2 separate regions of the Mus musculus genome follow, and region 1 is linked to region 2. The links are chromatin contacts, called in public targeted proximity ligation maps. All regions are on one chromosome and are shown on one strand. The core of a region is the stretch at or near the end of the contact, and the rest is flanking DNA. Distances in the headings are between cores, read along the strand shown. Region 1 overlaps Pip5k1b (phosphatidylinositol-4-phosphate 5-kinase, type 1 beta). Region 2 has its middle 31 kb from the start of Gm50341.

What was found.
Region 1: a targeted proximity ligation map of pancreatic cancer cells shows a contact between it and region 2. A contact is called at or near these places in 6 of 39 promoter capture datasets (epiblast stem cells, fetal liver, hematopoietic stem and progenitor cells and 3 more), 2 of 130 datasets of targeted methods (embryonic stem cells and pancreatic cancer cells) and 1 of 9 other capture datasets (embryonic stem cells).

The regions. Positions count from the first base shown.
Region 1 is chr19:24,424,360-24,428,579 of GRCm38.p6, forward strand. All of the region lies in intron 3 of Pip5k1b (phosphatidylinositol-4-phosphate 5-kinase, type 1 beta), which reads right to left. The region is part of intron 3 of Pip5k1bos (phosphatidylinositol-4-phosphate 5-kinase, type 1 beta, opposite strand); the gene reads left to right. Among named protein-coding and RNA genes, the nearest start is that of Pip5k1bos, 10 kb to the left of the region's middle.
Region 2 is chr19:24,585,352-24,589,526 of GRCm38.p6, forward strand. No RefSeq gene overlaps it. Among named protein-coding and RNA genes, the nearest start is that of Gm50341, 31 kb to the left of the region's middle.

The DNA.
Region 1 (4,220 bases), core at 1,477-3,976, 160 kb before region 2:
CTTTTCGACAGTTTTCTAGTGCTTTTTGAAAATAATCTGCCCCCTTCATACTCAAGAATACAGATTGCCACAGATAAAAAACAGGGTCTTAGTCTGTTCAGGATTCCAAACTTGGAGCTAGGATGGAGAGGGTGGCAGTCATCTTTGTGCCACCTCAAAGGACTGAATTCACACCTCATCAGTACCCAACAGTCCCTGCTCTCCTCAGATTTAAATTCCCCTGGGCACAAGTGGGGAGTCCATTAAGAACAATAGCAATTGAAGATTTGTAGAAGCAAATATCATCCACTCAGTGGTCCTTCCTACCGTATTAGATTTAAGATTCAAGCCGTACTACAGTAGTGCTATACTCACGTTAAGTGTCCTGCACAAGACTGAGCTCCGAGAGGTTGCAAGGATAGACAGAAGAGTGGGCACAAGGGTAGGTGCTCTGCCTCTTTCACCACTGTCTCAGCTTTAGAACAAGCTGCAGATTCGCACTCTACCCTTCCCATGCTTCTGAGAGTCTACATCTGCTTTTCAAACTGTTTTACTGTTCCTTCGAATTTGTCAGACAGCAAATATGGATAATCCCTGACTGCTCGTTCGCTTCACAAGAGTGTCAATCAAGGTGCTGCACTGTCGAACTGGGATGCTAGCCAATCCCATGTCTTGATTTGCAACAACATTGGGGGGGGGGAAGCCTTTGCTTAGGCCAACATCTAGGAAGAATGGATCCTTCAGAGACAGAGTTAGCATTTGTTGCTAAGTTCTCCTGTGAGGAGTAGCTGATTATTAGCACTTCATGGACAACAGACAAAAGGACTTAGGGATGACACATGACCAGCATCAACTTTCAAACGCCTATGAAGTGATCCAGGAGAGAGATAACCCAAATCACCATTACAGTTGACTTTGATAAAGCCATGGAAGCCACACTTAGCCCTTTTTTTTAAAAATTGTATTATTCTTATTGTGAACATGTATGTGGGTATGTGTACAAGCCTATGTGCATGCATGTGTGACAGCAGGTATGTGGAAGTCAGGGGACAACTTTCAGGAGTTAATTCTTTCCCTCCACTGTGGGTTCTAGGGACAGAACTCAGGCCATCAGTACCTCTGCCTGTTGAGACATATCAATGGCTGTAAACTCTTTCAAAGTATATTTGTGACAATTCAATCATGCAAAGTAGAAATTCTACCTTGTCTGACCTTCCACCCAACACGTCTCATCTCTAGTGGAAGATCTCAGATTTCAGACTTCAGAATGCATCCCCACAGAGCGTATATGACAACTTTAGGATTAAAAGAAAAAGCTATAGATCTCTTAAAGCAAGTGCTGTGTGGATTTCAAGACACTTGCTAAGGACCTCCCTCTGTGCTTATGCACAAGTTGCAAGAGATAGGCCACGACACTCCTATTGTGATGGCCCATGAAAGACTCTCATGCTATAGACTACGGATAGTTTTAGTAGTCCACAAGAGCCAGCAGAAGATTGTAAGGCATGCACTGGTCAGATTTGTGGGTTTATTTATTTATTTATTTATTAAGAAATATAAATAAAATGTCACTTACTCAAAAATGCTTAGAACCAGAAATGTCTCACATTTTGAGTTCTGTTTTTTTTTTTTTTCTGGTAGGATATTTACTTGCATCTACATGATAGGAGACTACGGGTGTGAGACCAAAGTTGAAACATGAAACTCGTTTGATGAATGTGCTTTTACACAGCATGCTTAGTGTGCGTATGCTTAGACTGTAGCCTGTTAGGAGGGTCAGGTGTGGCAGTTTCCTGTGGTCATGACACTGTTTTCCCAGTATGTAGATACTGAAAGTTTGGACTTGGGGGTAAACATTATAAAAAAAATTACACTATATGCATGTATGTAAATTCTTACATAAACTAATAAAAATATTTTTTAAAGTTTTGGATTTTGAAGCACTTAAGGATGCTTAGTCTATATACGTCTGTAGAGGGAGTTCTTAGAAGCAATATCAGAACAAAAACATTCTTGCCACCAAGCCTCTCTTTATCCTGTAGACCTTCAAATTGATGAATTGAAGCTGAACTTGATACTTGTCCCATGGGCTTCCAATCCATACTGGCTGTCCTGGGACTCACTTTGTAGATCAGGCTGGCCTCGAACTCAGAAATCTGACTGCCTCTGCTTCCCAAGTCATGCGCCACCACTGCCCGGCCCCCAATCCACAGTTTTAACTTCTTACTTGGTTCTTCTCTTCAAGCCCTCATTGGCGTTACCCAACCAACATGCCCATGTTTAAAAGATGTCACTGTCCCTAGACAGCCTTCTCCATCTCTACCCATTAAGAACTCTGTGGGATTATCAATTTTTCCTATCATTTCCTCGGCTCACACCCAAGTCAGGACCCGCCCCACCCTCTCAGTCTACTATTTTAGTCTAGGCCACTAACTATCTCTTAATGTAGCTCTGTTGGCATTCTGGGCCAATGTGCTGAAGTGCTGTTCCGGAGTGTGTACTTCCGGAGGTGTCAGAGAAACACTGTCATCAAATGCTAGTGGCAGCCCTCTCCCTCGTTGTCACAACTTTGTCTGCTGACCCCGTGCAGACAAAACTGGCTCCAGCTGGGAACTGCTCACCCGTTCATTTTTGCTTGTTCAGAAGTTTCCACCACACCAGCTTCACCTCAGTTCCTGGAATCTACCTGGCTGCTTCCTGCCTGCAAGGCTTGGCAAAAGCCATCCTCTCTGACCAGTGTCCTCTTTCCATTCCTCTCAGCTGCTTTGTTCTCACACCTGTAACCGCAGGCCCCACGTCAGCTCCTTAGAGGAGTTCCCTGGAAGCAATGCCTCAACAGCAGCGCCCACGCCCCCTTATTCTTTTCACATCTCCGTAATTATTAAAATGGCTTGTTATTTCATTAACCTTATTTTTTCTGGCCTACCTTTTATCAAAACAATGACAACATTATTTAGGGCGATGATTCTTGCTTTCTTTGGCTTCTGTTTTACCTTTAAGGCACAGCACTAAGCCAAGCTAAATAAATATTTGTCAACTGATTAACCAAATGCTCTTTATATTCCAGGCCCAGACCACACCCACAAGAAATGACGAGGTCATACTGTAAACACATACCTCAGGGGAGTTAGGTTACCAGGCCATTTAGGTTCTCTGTGAGCAAGGGTTGCTGCTCCACAAGGAGGCTTCTGTCCTTCCTGGATGAGGAGACGTCACCGGGTGGAGGTGGGAGCAGTACCTCTTCCCTCAAGGAACAAGGTGACAAGACCTCAGGCAAACCCCATTTCCCTTAAATGGAACCTACATTGTGTCTGGGGGTGACTGAGAATACTTACACGATGAAGTTGGACAGAAAAAAAGGAAAAGAAAAGAAAAGGAAAGGAAAGGAAAGGAAAGGAAGAAAGAAAGGAAGGAAGGAAGAAAGAAAGAAGGAAGGAAGGAAGGAAGGAAGGAAGGAAGGAAGGAAGGAAGGAAGGAAGAAGATTCACAAGTGACAAAAATCTAAATTTTCAGGTCTCCACAGAGAGACAAATTCTTTTTTCTTCCCTTCTCCTCCTCCTCCTCTCTCTCTGTCTATGTCTCTGTCTCTCTGTCTCTCTCTGTCTCTCTCTCTGTGTCTCTCTCTGTCTCTCCCTCCATGTCCACACTATGTACCTCTGGCTGGCCTGGAACTCAATATGTAGAGTAGATTGGTCTCAGCTTACAGGAATTCCAGGTACTGCCACCTTACCCAGCCCTCTCTTTTATGATGTGCTGGATATCTCAAAGAGCATCATTTCACCAAAGAGGAGTAGCAGGCTCACTTCCCCTTTCTAGTATCATAAAAGTCACTGGTACAGGACCAACAGAGGATGGGCTGTACTCAGCAGAAAGGCAGGTGTTCACTTGGGAGACCTGGATTGCCCCTGGGGAACTTTTGAAGCAGACCCAGGGCTTCCTCTCTCAGATCTTTGCTTGCTATAAGTGGATTAATAGCGAAGCGTTACACCTGAGAATCTACCTGCCGCCAGCTCACCAGGTTCTCAATGCTGATTTCCTCCAAATTTTCTCATTTATAATATTTATCTGCCAGATAGATTTCACTCCTCACTGCCAATCCCGAGCTCCACTCTCAAGAAAACACTTGGAGTCAGTCGCTTTATTTATCCTTTTCTCTTCAGCACTCTGCACAATAACCTCAAAATATGTTTATTCCTCATTTACAAATTACCAGAAAATTACTATTTTATAGGAAAAAGTAC
Region 2 (4,175 bases), core at 275-2,774:
AGGGCAGGTGTGGCAGCATGCATCCTCAACCCCAGCGCTACGAGAGGCAAGGGGGAATGGTAGAGACAGGTAGATCTTTGGAAACTCATTAGCCAGCTAGCCCACTCAATGAAGGAGTCTTGTGTTTACCCAGAGACTATTTTACATAAAGTAAGATGGCACTGATCAAGGTTAGAGACTTAGTGCTGCTCTTTGGCTTTCACACATGCAACGCACACACACAGAGGAGGGGAGGAGATGATGATGACGATGATGATAGTGGTGGTGGTGATGGTGAAGAAGAGGAAGAGGAAAAAGACGAAGAGGAGGAAGAGGAGGAGGAGGAAGAAGAGAATAAAATCTGAATATATTCTGGATAGGCTGTTTAGGATTAAGATACAGATAGACAAGAGATGGGAAAGAACTGGGATAAAAAGAGATGTTTTAGTTGACTATTTATTACTAAGTAGTACATTACTTCCTGATGCTAAAATTCCCTCCCCAGGTGAGATATGAACATTGTCTACCCTCTTCTATTAGATCCCAGCCCTAAATCCAAGCATGATCCCATCACAGTTCACCCTGGGAAGCCTCTGATTTTATTGAGCTTGCTTACAGAGCAAGGGGGAGGAATGTGATGACCTCAAAGCAGACACTTCGGAAAGTCTTCTTCCAACACATGGCTCCCCACTCTCTACACAGATAGAGCATCCTTTCCTCTAGTCTTCTCAAGCATATATACTCAAGCTCCTCCCCAAGACCCTGAGGCAGAACTGCATCTAACCAAGAGGAGTGGCTACTCAGGTGAGGGTCCAATGACCTCTCCCACCCTTTCCTTCTCTGAGGGAATGTCCACGGTCAGCAAGCTCAGTTGTGATCGCTGATGGTTTTATTTGCAAACAGACACAGCTGGTCTTATAAAGATGGCTGTTCTATTCGGGCGATGGCGCAATGGCTTGAAGCAGCCATTTCATTCCACTTACGATTGTGTGGGTGGGGTGCTGCAATGGGGCTTGTCTAGGCAAACCTTTGGTTCTGTGTAGTGTTAATGAATATCATTTGGTGGCAGGTCAGCTGGCAACTGTGGTGCTCTTAAAGGTCCAGTTTCTGTGTAGTGGGAGCGGCTGTAGGTGGGACTCTGCTGCAGCTGCCCAGCTTCAAGATAATCAGACTTCCAGAGGCAGCTCATGGCTCCCAGAGCAAACATTTCCGCAACGAGACAAGAACTTCCTTGTCTTTGATGACCAATTCACAGAAGTCATATGGGTCCTCTTCCTCTTTCATTGGCTGAAGCATCCAGGAGCCTGCCCAGATTCCAGGGGGAAGAGAGGAGACAGTGCCTGCCTTTCTATGGGAAAGCACCAAAGAGTTTGTGACAATGGCTTTAAAATAGCCCAGGAGGTAAACAGCTGAGGGCAGGTAATTAATATTTACTATCTAAAAGGTTTCCATGGGTCTTTCACCATAATCTTAATATAAAGCATTATTATTCCCATTTTATAGCTTAGAACATATATTGAAGATTAAGTGGCTCCTAATGAAATTATTCTTGATGACTGAGCTAGTGAGTCATGGAGCTGCCACCGCAACTGAAGGTCATCTGATCCTAACTGTGAACCGTGATGTTGATCATAGAGAAAGAAAGTCAACTGTAACAAATGGGGACTTTATGGGAGTTAAGAGGCTGAAGGAAAAGCCTGGGGGCTTTGTTCTCTCTCTCTCTCCCCCTCTTCCCCTCCCTTACCCTCCCCCTCTCCTCTCCCCCTCTCCCCTCTCCCCCTCTCCCCTCTCCCCCTCTCCCCTCTCCCCTCTCCCCTCTCCCCTCTCCCCTCTCCCCTCTCCCCTCTCCCCTCTCCCCTCTCCCCTCTCCCCTCTCCCCTCTCCCCTCTCTCTGGAATAAAGCTGCTGGTGGCAGCAAGCCCCTGAGAAAACAGAATGTCCTGCCATAGCCATACTCCCTGGAAACCAAGTCCTCAAGGTGCCACACCTACGCCTGGTCAGTCACGCCTGCCAGTATGTGCTCAGGATCACCACCATTTCAACAGTCAAGAGAGTGATGCTGGAGAATGGCTCACCTGCCTTCTGCAGCCGCCTTAACCCTTCCTCCAGGGAACCCAGACTGACATGGAGGTAAACTGTGGTCCCAAGCTTCCTCAGAAGCTTCCCACAACCTTACCCTCCAGTACCCTCCCCACCCCTACTCCCCCTCCATCTCAGCTCAGCAGGACAGGGCATCACATTGTCAAAGCCACAGTGCCATCACCCTTTGCCTCTTAGCTTCCTCCCCTGGGGAGAGTGTAGAGCACAGCCCTGTAGCCCTAGGGCACCAGATCTTGCTGCATCTGCTGAAGTCCTCATCGCTGTTTTCTTAGTTACTTAACTTCAAGTTATTTAATCTCATTGAATTTTATTGTCTTTCTTTTTCTTTTTCTTTCTTTTTTTTTTCAATCATGAGATGGCAACATCTTCAGAGACATTTTTAGAAGATTAAATCAATATTTGAAAGGATTATAACAACATTTGGCACTTGTAAGGTATTCAATAAATCTTAATATCATTGTGCCAGGCTGGTCTCTAAGGTTTACATGTGCTGAGTATATTTTTGCCAATAAATCAGTAGCTTAGCCTAGATCCTTATTCTTTTATCCCATACAATTGTAATGACCTCAGAACAGAGGAGGTCTATATTCTTGTTTCCTCTGGACAAATGAATGCTCTGTAAAAACCATCACATTGTATTGATCTCGGATGTGCTGGGCACCACACCAAGCATTTCAAAGACGTTATCTAGAACCTTTGCAATAGCTTACTAAGTTAAGACGATGACTATCATTTTTCCGATGACAGAGGAGGATACAGAGAAGGAACTAGCTAGTAAGGAGCAGTTAGTGTTGAGATAAGAAATCCAATGATCTTCTTTCCTTATACCATATCTCACTCTTTCACAACATACAATTCCATGTCCTCACCCTGCTTAGAAACTCAAGTAAATAGGCAAATGGATTCCCAGGCTCTAACCTAATCATCAGCCCTGGAGGGAAGGGCTATCATGGGCTGAGCTATCTCACTGACCCTTGTTTTGTTGTTGAGACCAAGATCTCATGAAGCCCAGGCTGGCCTCAAACTTGCTATGCAACAAAACCACTTTTGGACTCTGGATCTCCCTGCTGCCATCTCCAAAGGGCTATGGTTACAGGAGTATGTCACAATAACCAGCTTGGAACATTTAGAAAATAAGCATTTTAATGTGGTAATTTAGTCCCAAATTAATTTTATAGCTACAGTGTTGGTACTTGCCAGCTCAAACCCTCTGTTGTAGTTAAACTTAACCACTCAACACACCATACAGACCACATCCGACTCCCATCTCCATGTGTTTGTTTATAGCATCCACTCAGCTGGAATAGCCCTTCCTACTGCTTTATAACTACGTCATTACATTATGCCTACATCATAGTACAAACCCTACTGCTTAGCAGCCAAGCCAATGATCAAGAACTACAAGGAGCCCAAGATTTGACTCCCAAGTTATCTACTTATCTGTCTTCATGGGTTTGTGTTCTGGTATAAACACACAAAAAAATCCCGTAACATATAATTGATGGATTCTTTCCTAGTGCGATGGTGATAGAGACAGCAGCTGCATATCTGTGCCAGTGCCTCTAGTCCTTATACCTACAGGGCAGTGTGAGAAAGGACAGGTGAGCCATCACACCTGCTGCCTCTGCCACCCACTGCTATGCTTTTACTCCACTGCCACTTTGGAACCATAAGCTTAGTTAAATTCTTCCTAAGCTGCCTTGGTCATTTATCACAGTGCTTAAAAAAGAAAGTAACTAAGACACCACGCATGCTTATTTTTAAGACATATGGGACAAAGAATACCCTGTTAATAGTAGGCAACTTGGTCTATGTTAATGTGTAATCTATGGTTAAGTGTTTTGTCTGTTCTAGAGTTTAATTAGAAGCCAGAATACATTTATCAAAAGGAAAACAGATGCCTACAAAAGGTGTAGGGGGCTGGTCTGGTGCTGCTATGTATTCAAATGCTAAATACTAACCCCCCAACATCTGGTTGCCCCACCATAGTACACCAAATGATGCTATGTAAACCTTGACTCCAAGTTATCCCTGATAGGTTAATACAGATGCCTACAGCCTGGGCTGGACAGAAGAGAAAGGGCAGAACAAAGTTC